Regions from separate parts of the Callithrix jacchus genome. Here all the other regions are linked to region 2. A link is a contact called in public Hi-C data. All regions are on one chromosome and are shown on one strand. Each heading gives the region's core, a stretch centred on a gene start, on an enhancer-like site or on the middle of the called end of the contact. The rest is flanking DNA. Distances are from core to core; before and after follow the strand shown. Region 1 has its middle 130 kb from the start of URB2. Region 2 overlaps PGBD5 (piggyBac transposable element derived 5). Region 3 overlaps URB2 (URB2 ribosome biogenesis homolog).

What was found. Hi-C and Micro-C count contacts between places; a contact is called where the count stands out from the background.
Region 1: a Hi-C map of skeletal muscle shows a contact between it and region 2, with 4 times the contacts expected there. The contact joins two enhancer-like sites. A contact is called at or near these places in 2 of 3 Hi-C or Micro-C datasets (both in skeletal muscle).
Region 3: a Hi-C map of skeletal muscle shows a contact between it and region 2, with 4 times the contacts expected there. The contact joins two enhancer-like sites. A contact is called at or near these places in 2 of 3 Hi-C or Micro-C datasets (both in skeletal muscle).

Annotation. Positions count from the first base shown.
Region 1 is chr19:20,805,058-20,808,139 of calJac240_pri, forward strand. No RefSeq gene overlaps it. Among named protein-coding and RNA genes, the nearest start is that of URB2, 130 kb to the right of the region's middle. Within about 2 kb of position 1,669, at least 2 of the 16 cell types and tissues checked have an H3K27ac peak or open chromatin away from gene starts, as enhancers often do. A contact at or near this core is called in skeletal muscle, where this site is marked.
Region 2 is chr19:20,268,824-20,272,202 of calJac240_pri, forward strand. PGBD5 (piggyBac transposable element derived 5) reads left to right here. Exons shown (of 8, transcript XM_078356669.1): 7 at 1-54. Among named protein-coding and RNA genes, the nearest start is that of PGBD5, 93 kb to the left of the region's middle. Within about 2 kb of position 1,503, at least 2 of the 16 cell types and tissues checked have an H3K27ac peak or open chromatin away from gene starts, as enhancers often do. A contact at or near this core is called in skeletal muscle, where this site is marked.
Region 3 is chr19:20,902,272-20,905,399 of calJac240_pri, forward strand. It overlaps URB2 (URB2 ribosome biogenesis homolog), which reads right to left. Exons shown (of 11, transcript XR_013529764.1): 11 at 2,830-3,128. Among named protein-coding and RNA genes, the nearest start is that of URB2, 36 kb to the right of the region's middle. Within about 2 kb of position 1,805, at least 9 of the 16 cell types and tissues checked have an H3K27ac peak or open chromatin away from gene starts, as enhancers often do. A contact at or near this core is called in skeletal muscle, where this site is marked.

The sequences.
Region 1 (3,082 bases), core at 419-2,918, 540 kb after region 2:
CTCCCAGCACATCTTTCAGCCAGTACCAAGCTGAATGTCATAGGATCTCCCTATGTGGCCCAGACTGCTCTTGAACTCCTGGCCTCGAGCAATCCCCCTGCCTTGGCCTCTGGAGCCTCCGGGATCACAGGCACAAGCCACTGCACCCAGCTGTGATGGCTAATTTCATATGTCAACTTGGCTAGGCTGTGGTGCCCAGCTGTTTGGTCAAACATTATTCTGGATCTTGCTGTGAAGGTATCTTTTAGATGAGATAATATTTAAATCAGTGGATTTTGAGTAAAGCAGATTATCCTCCATAATGTAGGTGGGCTTCATCCAGTTGGTTGAAGGCCTTAAGAAAACAACAGACCTCTCCCAAGGGAAGGGAATTCTGCCAGCTGATGACCTTCAGACGGAAACATAACTCTTCTTTGGTCTCTAGTCTCCCGCCTGCTCTGGAAATTTGGACCTTGCCAACCTCGATAATCTCATGATCCAATTCCTAAAACCAATCTCACCCACCTACCTCGGCATGCACACTACCTATTGGTTGTTTTCTAGAGAACCTCAACTGATTCACTCTCTGGGCTCCTTCTTTCTCAGATGCCCTCTTTCTGACACTCCCATTTGTCAGACTCTGATCCATGCCGTAAGGGAGAGCCCAGTCATCTCTCTGTGGGGGACCTCCTCGTTGCTCACAATCTGGGGTGGGATCAGCCCCCTTCCTGTCTCTGAGCAGTGCTCATGCCTTGCCTGTGTGGCGTTACTGGCTCCTGGCTCAGCACACATCCTTGGAGCATAAGCTGCTCAGGGCAGAGCTTCTTAACCTAGAGGCACCCAGTAAATATCTGAAGACACTCAGGGAATCCTCACAGCAAGAGTCGCTCTGAAATGTACCTTCCCAGAACACCCGCCAGCTAGATCAGCTACCAAGTCTCCATTGTGTAAAAGAAATTCAGAGACAGGCCCATGTGCACAGAGGGATTTAGTCATAAGAATGAATAAAGGGTCCAGAAGTTTCTGATGTCTTTTTCTTTAGCACTGAGTCATTAAATATGGGAGGCAAACTAGGATTTCTCTTTTAACGAATGAGTAAAATCCCGTGTGGCAGGACAAAAAAAAGCCTGGACAACAGGCGTCTAAACATCCTGTGGGCAGCCAAGTCATGGTCCCAATGGAGTAATTCAGCTTCCTCTGTGTGCAGCCACCTGTTGCTGTGAGCGCCCAGGAGGGACATCGGGAGCCACCTGGTGGCTTGTCTGGTGCGCAAAGCACATGCCAATGTGCCTGCTGGAGGAAGGGGAGCCAAGACAACATGTAGCACTCACAAATCCCTCCTGGCAGCAAGGCTGCGGCCCCAGGGGCTGCCAGATGGAGCCTGCCGGATTCCACGCAGCTGCAAGCTCAGTTTAAGAGCTCCTCTCGAAGCAATGACTCTGGCACCTCACAGAGTGCATGGCCTGCCACCAAAGACATCAAATTAATAATTCATACTTAGCATTTAGGTACCACTGTGGTGCTGGCCAAGTCATTAGTACATGCGTTTTCTATTTCTGCCGGGGGTTGCTTCCCAGAGATTATTGCTGAGTTGCTGATAATAAAGTCAGCATTGATGAGAACTGACAAGGTGGAATTCACTTCTAGTTAGGGGCAGAACGGAACTCCAGAGTTTAGTCCCCAGAGATACACAAGCATGGTGACCATCGACGAGCAGGGCAGGACAGGGAGGCCTGGCAGTTGCAGTCCCAGCGCCTGGAATCCAGCATCTGTGAGCGGTTCATTTAGCCTAGCAAGGCCTCGGTTTCTCATCTGAAGATGAAGGGAGTGGGCCATCTTAATCTTCAGTCTCCTTTAAGGTTGAACATCCTGCATCATGGGCTCATGGAAGTTTCTGCTGTCCTTAAGGAGCTGTTTTCCCTTCCTACCTCCTGTCTTGATAACAAACCTCTATAGTGGGACCATCACTTCCTTCATGGGACATGTGTACCATGTCTAGGCAAGCAGGGCCCTGGAGAAGGGGCCTGCAGAAGTCCCTTACACACAGGTGGTTCTGCATCCTTTAATGTGTTGTAAACTTATAAATCTTGGTCATAGACAAAAGTAAAACAACAGCATTTGGATGCTGGTCTAGTGGGTGGATTCTAGTTTTTAAAATTCATTCATTTATTTTAATTTTTTTAGAGCTGAGGTCTAACTGTGTTGCCCAGTCTGCAGCCTCCAATTCCCGGACTCAAGAAATCCTCACACCTCAGCCTCCTGAGTAGCTTGGACTCCAGGCATGCACCACTGCTCCCAGCAGATTCTGTTTATCCTTCACCCAGGTCACTGCCATCCGATCCAGCCCCTGCCACTGCCAGGCACAGACAGCACATTCAGTGCTGGAGGCTATCGTAAGAGGTTTGTCTGAAGGGTGTCAGGTTCTTTGCAGAGGGATCATCTGCAATGCCCGTCTGCCACCCAGTGTTCTGCACTCGCAGCCTAGAGGCTTCCACCATTCCCCAGTTTTTGGATGGAAAAATTGAGTGGGCCCTCTCCAGCAGGAAGAGCTTAAGCAGTGTATGCAAATATTCCCAGGAGCTCCAGCCCACTGGGAGAAGTCTGAAGTCCACCCTACTGTCTAAGTTCCTTTGTAACAAAATACTGTGGACTGGGTGGCTTGTAAACAATGGAAATTTATTCTTGCAGTTCTGGAGGCTGGGAAGTCCAAGATCAAGGTGCCTGCAGATTCCGTGTCTGGTGAGGGCTTTCTTCCCAGTGTACTGATAGCACCTTCCTGGGTCTCTTTTGTGAAGGCACTAATCCCACTCATTAGGCTCTACCTTGGTGACCTATCACCTCCCAGAGGCCCCACCTCCTAATACCATCACTGTGAGGATAAGGATTTCAACATATGAATTTGGGGCAGTCACAAACATTCTGACCACAGCTCCCACACACATCTTTCCCATCTGCTGATGGGGAAGTGTGTGACAGTTACTAGTCAACGTCCCTTCTCCCCTGCAAAATCCTTGCATCATCAGAGCTGGCAAGGAGCCTGCTATAAAGCCTGTCTTCACCAGGACTCCTTCATGCCAAGTGTGTCTGTGGGACTAAGTTTTAG
Region 2 (3,379 bases), core at 253-2,752:
CATCAACAATGCCTACATCCTGTACAAAATGTCAGATGCCTACCACGTGAAGAGGTACAGCCGGGCGCAGTTTGGGGAGAGACTCGTCAGAGAGCTGCTGGGCTTGGAGGATGCCTCTCCAACCCACTGATGCTGGGAGGGCAGGACTTGGTCAGGGGAGGGGTGAGAGGAGGAGAGCCTGCCATTCAGATCTGCCCATCAGAGACCCGGAGACGCCCTGCTGCGTGGCTTGCTGCCTGGGAGGGATGTGCAGGGCCTCTGGAGGGACAGGATGGACTGGGTCAGAGGACGGTTGCTGTCCTCGTTTGCATTCCAAGAAAAGCATGTCCTCCCTCGGAAAAGAGTGCCCCCGGTGTGGTGAGCACCTGCACCTGTGTTCTCAAGGGCAGATTCTCTCATGACATCCGTGGAGCTTGCGAGGTCACATGGACTGGCGATTGTCCCCTGTGATAGGATGAGCTGGAGCATGCTCTAAGAGATATGCCTGCTTCCTGAAGATCTACAGTAACCTTGGACATGGTTCAAGTCCGTGGCTTGAAGGAAGCAAAGACACCCTGCATGGTTACAACGGTTCGGGTATGGGGGAAGGCCGGAGGGTTTTCCAGCATTTTCCTCATGCGAGCACCTTTGAATGAGTCTCTTAGAAGACATACATCCTGGGTGTGCAGGAGTGAGATGGGGAGTGGGTGCCCATTCTGAAAGATGAGGCATTCCTGCTCATTTCCTCTGCTGAGCTGGTGGGCAGGGGCGAAAGGGAAATGCCAAAAAATTGCAGTGAAAGGTGATGCTATTTTTTATTTTTTAAAATATCTTCAGGTTATTTTCTTACTGTTGCTTCAGATCTAATGTAAAAGGCAGACGTTCCCTCCTTTCCACCCCCCACACTGACCCCGGCCCCAGTCACGGTTCCTTGCATGATCACAGTTCTGTTCTGGCCTGTGGCAGGGCCGGGAAGGGCCACTGGCTTCCAGAACAGATGTGGTTGCTCCTCACGAGGCCCACAGGGAGCCCGTGGGCCCTAAGCTTTATCGCACATGTCATCACTGGCAGAATTACTTGTCTGTTGCTGAAACACACAGCTGACTTCTCTACGACGGCCATTTGCTCATTGTCTTTCCTCCGTGTGTAGCGGGTGACCCTGGCAGCGTTTGCCTTCTCAGAGTGGCCCCTCAGAACAGTAGGGCCGGCCTTGGAAAAACCCCAACACAGGACCGTGTTGGCAACCCTGGTCAGATGTGATTTGACACCATGAGGGCCGGAGGTGGCTGCTCGCCACAGGACTGGAAAGGCTGCGTGCCCAGCACTGGCAGTGAGCTCACAGGTCCCCCCGGCTGATCTGGGCTCTTTCGCAACCCAGGTTTATGCATCTCCAGGGAGGCCTCGGCACCAGAGTGGTCGGCGGGTCTGACAGTCCTCACAGACCAGAAACGGAATTTCTGGGATGACTCGGTCCCCCTTCAACCCAGTTTATGTAACCACCTCATTTTTTACAAACGCAGAATCTATTCTACTCAGGCTTTGGGACTCTGTCCTTGTCCTCACTCAGTTATCGCGAGTATTGCTGTCCGCATGCTCCAGGCCCCACGTCGTTCCTGTGCTCTATGTCACGGTGACTCCCCTGCCCTGTGGTTGGAATTCAATGCCACGGATTGCAGGCCACGGATGCAGGCCAAATTCTAGATCGTGTTTCCAAACACCCTTGCCGTGCCCTAATTGGAGTGAAAGCACTTTTGCCACATGGAGAAATATATTTTTAATTTGTGATGCTTTTCTACAAGGTCCACTCTTTCTGAGTTTAACGTGTTTCCACCACTTAAGGAGACGCTAATGAAAGCCGATGAAGTTTCTTTTCTGTCCAAACAAGTAAAATAAAAATAAAGGTCTATTTAGATGTTGATTCTCTGTTAATACGTGAATTCCCTTAGCCCACGGAACAGGCCGGGCACGGTGGCTCACGCCTGTAATCCCAGCACTTTTGGAGGCTGAGGCAGGTGGGTCACTTGAGTCCAGGAGTTTGAGACAGCATTGGCAACACGGCGAAACCCCATTTCTACAAACAAATACAAGAATTAGTCAGACTTAGGGGCACATGCCTATAGTCCCAGCTACTCGGGAGGCTGAAATGGGAGGCTCTCTTGAGCCTGGGAGGTGGAGTTTGCAGTGAGCTGAGACTGTGCCGCTGCACTCCGGCCTGAGTGACAGAGCCAGATCCTGTACCAGGAAAAAAAAACAAGGTCAAGGAACAAAAATACTGGCTACTCTTTTTAAGACTTGACTTCTGTGTTATGTAATCTGGTGTATATGATACTAACTATTCTTGGTGTCTCAAACCACTGGGCAGTTGATGGAAGAAACTTTGTTGCACTTCGGCTAATAGAAATATGTGTTGATGCTGCAGTTGTATGAGTGCCTTTGTCTTTGAGGTGCCTGTTTCATTGAGGACACTAGCAGGCCTGTCTTCCAGCCTGGTGGGTTTTCCTCTTCTAGTTTATGTCATGTGTCGTTCCAAATGAGCAGGAAGAGATGCTGCCCTGATAGGCAGTGGGTGGCGTTGCATTCCCAAGTAATTACAGAATAATTGCACCATTTTAGCGCTGTTTCTAAAATGGCAGCCACCCGCTGTCTGATACATGATGGGAAAAAACAGCTGAGCCACTCCTCCTCTCTGGAGGAATAGAGTTGATTGAGGAATGGAGTTGTCCTTCTCCATCCAGGAGGACAAAATGGCATGTAGGACAGATTGAGAGAATGTCCAGGGACCTGAACCTTGCCTGAGTGATGCGGTTTTTGGAGTGACTCGTTGAAATGCATCTGGTTCCAGTGTCTCCCTGGGTGCAGCAGCCCTCAGGTTGACCCTTGCTTGGCTTATTCAGTAGCTGGCCATCCCTGGGGATCAGGAAAGAGCATGGTAAGCGGTCTTATGACAAAGGGAGCCAGCATGGCCCTGACAGAGCGTATGAGGCTGGCAAGCACCACTGCACATCCTGGCTAGCGAGACCCCTTTCAACTCAGATCCAGCCACGATGCCAGGCCATCCCCTGTGGGATGTCTTTGCTACAGGGTCTGGGAGAGAAAGATGGAGTAGTGAGCTTCTCAGCCTTATGCAAGACAAAACACCCACAAAAAACTTCCAAGCTTTTCCAAAGAGAATCTGCATTTCCCTGCAGCTCACAGGAAATTGAACCTGCGCTGAGTGAGCGTCACAGGGTTTACGAGACGTTCCCGTTACGGCAGTTGGGTTTAGAGTCAGGTGAGGTCATTCTTGGGCGAATTTAACTTAAGTGAGTGAATGTTGGTTTCTGTTTGGTGCCTTCTTGATCAGGTTTCATATTCAACTTGCATTGCCTTTGCCCACGCTCTGCTCCCTAAAGAGCCTCGA
Region 3 (3,128 bases), core at 555-3,054, 630 kb after region 2:
AAAAAAAAAAAAGGAGAGCACTGAGAAGCTGCACAGGGGATCGAGGAATCAAAAATGACACCGCTTCCTCTCCAGTGGCTTTTATGAGACATATACAGCAGAAATGTGTGAGCTTATTAGACAAAAGAATTTAGGTTATAGCCTGGCATGCTGGCAATACATCAAAGTAACCTCTATGAGTTATGAGAAACCAGGGCCGGGTGTGGTCAGGAATGCCTGTAATCCCAGCACTTTGGGAGGCCAAGGAAGGGAGGACTACTTGAGGCCAGGAGTCCCAGACCAGCCTGGGCAACATAGTAAGACTGTCTCTGCTAAAAACTTCAAAATTAGCTGGTTGTGGTGGTGTGCACCTCTAGTCCCAACTACTCGGGAAGCTGAAGCAAGAGGATCACTTGAGCCCAGGACTTAGAGGCTGCAGTGAGCTAGGACTGCACCACTGCACTCCAGCCTAGGCAATAGAGCGAGACCCTGTCTCCAAAGAAAAATAAAAAAGAGAAACCAGGGAAAAAAAAAAAAAACCTCCACTCAAATCCCTTCAAGTACACACCCCCTCCTTGCAGTCTTTTCTGGAGCCTTCACATCACTCCTTAACATTGGGTAGTTTCCATAGCCACTGGAGGAGGCCGAGTCTGGGGAGCTGCAGAAGACAGGCTGGGAAGGAGACCCACACACTGTGGTCCCCAAGCAGTGGTCAAGGGCAAGGTCAGGAAGCGGCTGTGCGCTGTCTGTGCCCTGTTGGGGGGCCCCTGATGTACTACTGTCCAGGACCACCAAAGGCAACATCCCAGGCAGAGTCACCCCACTGAGTCTTCTCTCATCCAACTCCCCTTATACCCACCCCTCCCTTCAGGTGTCTGCTCTCAGCCAAAACCAGGCTGCCACATGGATTCAGGGCAGGCATTAAGAATCAGCACCCCAGGCCCTTCCAGGGGCGCCTCTCACCGCCCAGGAACGTCTTAGCTCTAATACCACCTCTTTCTCCAGCTGCCGAACTTGTCTGCTTTGCTGCCAACCCCATGACCACCCTCTGGCCTCTTTGTTTTCTGGCTCGTTGGCAATGTCCCCTGCAAGAAAGCTCCCTGAGGACTAGGGCCATGTCTCCGTGCCTGGTACAGACAGATGATGCATGCATCTCTGTCAGGTGACAAGGGGTTTGGAGTCACAGCAAGTCTCGGGGGCACAGGCTCTCTGAAGCCCAGCATTTCACCATCCCCCCAGCTGAGTCCTCAACTCTGACATGTGGAGAGCCAGCTGGGCCTAATCTCTTTGCCTGTGAAGGCTATTCTAATGAGATAAAAATGAACAACAGAGCCTCCATATTTGCCAGTCGGAAAAATGTTTCTTCTACTCGATGAATCAGCAAAATGGAGTTAAAACAAATTCTTTGCTGAGGAGCATTTAGAGTTCAAATAGAAATGATTGTGAGGAACCGGTGACCGCTTCCCCAGAAATGGGAACACAGCAGAGAGCCCTTCAGAGCTGTGCAGGGAGGACATGGAGTCCCAGCCTTCTCTTCCTCCTTCCCTTCCTTCAAGGCTGACTGCCTGGCAGCCCGTTGCCAACTCCCTTCTAAAGGCGCTGCAGTGCCACCACCAGGATGCCTGAGGAACTGCTCCATGTTTGTCAGCTCCCCCAGCATTCCCAAGGCAGGGGGAAAGGATTGTCCCCTCACCTCTGGCCTTCGGGAACTTCCAGCACAAGAAAAACTAGCCACAGCTCCCTGAGGGCCTCAGAGACAGTGAGCTTCCGGTCTGGGCACTTGAAGCAGGGGCAAACCTAAGACCTTGATTTTAGCTCCCGCTTGTTTACAGCTCCTGTCCTTGAAAGGTCACCCGCTCACACCAACACCCACCTCCAATTGTGAACAAGAAACAGCGCCACCGGCCTCTCTTAGAGGCTCCTGCAGGGAGTTTAACCACAGAAACAACCCAAAGCGTTAAGTGAAAGGATGCCAGACCAGCCGAACCCACTTCTGGGTCCGCACGCACAGTCTAGATGAGGAAGGGAAGGGAACAGATGAAATGCACAGTGTGTAAGGCAGGACTGTCCCCCAGCCCCACAAGATAGCACAGGAAATAAAATCAAATGTGGGGCTTCAAACACAGGTGATTTCTCTTAGGTATCAAAAACATTCATTTTATATTGTCTGCTCCAATCACATCTGCTTGAAAACATAGTGTAAAAAAAAAAAAGGCTTCGCTTAAGGATGATCCTTCAAATAATTTTAAAAGTCTACATTTTCGACTAATTAAGAAGGGAATTCCAACATGAATCCTACAAAGATAGTGAAGAAGAAAAATAGTAAATATCCCAATTGAGAAATGTGCTATTACGAAGATAATTATATAAACATAATTTATATAAGAAATAAAAATAGTAAATATGAAAAATGTATAATCCCTTAGTAATTAAAGAAATTCAAAACAAAATATCTCTCTCCTATCAAGGAAGCACAAAGAAACAAACAAAACTCAATAATATTAAAGTTGACTCATTGGTGGGAAAATAAATTAGTACACATTCTAGGGGGCAATTTGGCAATATTTATATAAATCCTTTAAAAATTATGTGGTTTTTTGACAAATAATACAAGTCATGAGAATTCATCTTCTGGAAATAGTTCAGCTGCAAGCACCACCTATAAAAGGGAATTTGGAAAGATACCTATGTCTAACCATGGGGTACTTATTAAATAAAACAATGTTATCTACTCAATGGACTACCATGCATCCGATAAAAAATACATGTCGAATGTTTTCACTGACCCAAAGTTAGTTAAATATTACACAGGAAAAAAGGTGACTTTTAAAAAATGCATTTATGATCCAATTTAGCTAGAATATATTTATTTCTATGTACAGCTATACACATACACATAGTAAAAGGACTAAAGACACTCCAAGGTGACAACAGAGGTGTGGTCTGGGTAACTGAGACTATGAGTGCGTTTTTAAAATTATGCCTTTATTTTTCTTTTCTGAGGTTGCTATAATAAAAATATACTGCTTAGGTAATAAGGAAAAACCATTAGGATTATTTCTTAAACTGAATAGGAAAAAAAAATTCCTGAGTGAACTTCACAGGGCTAACACAGGAGGAACAGGCAACACCCCGGCACCTGTGCTAAA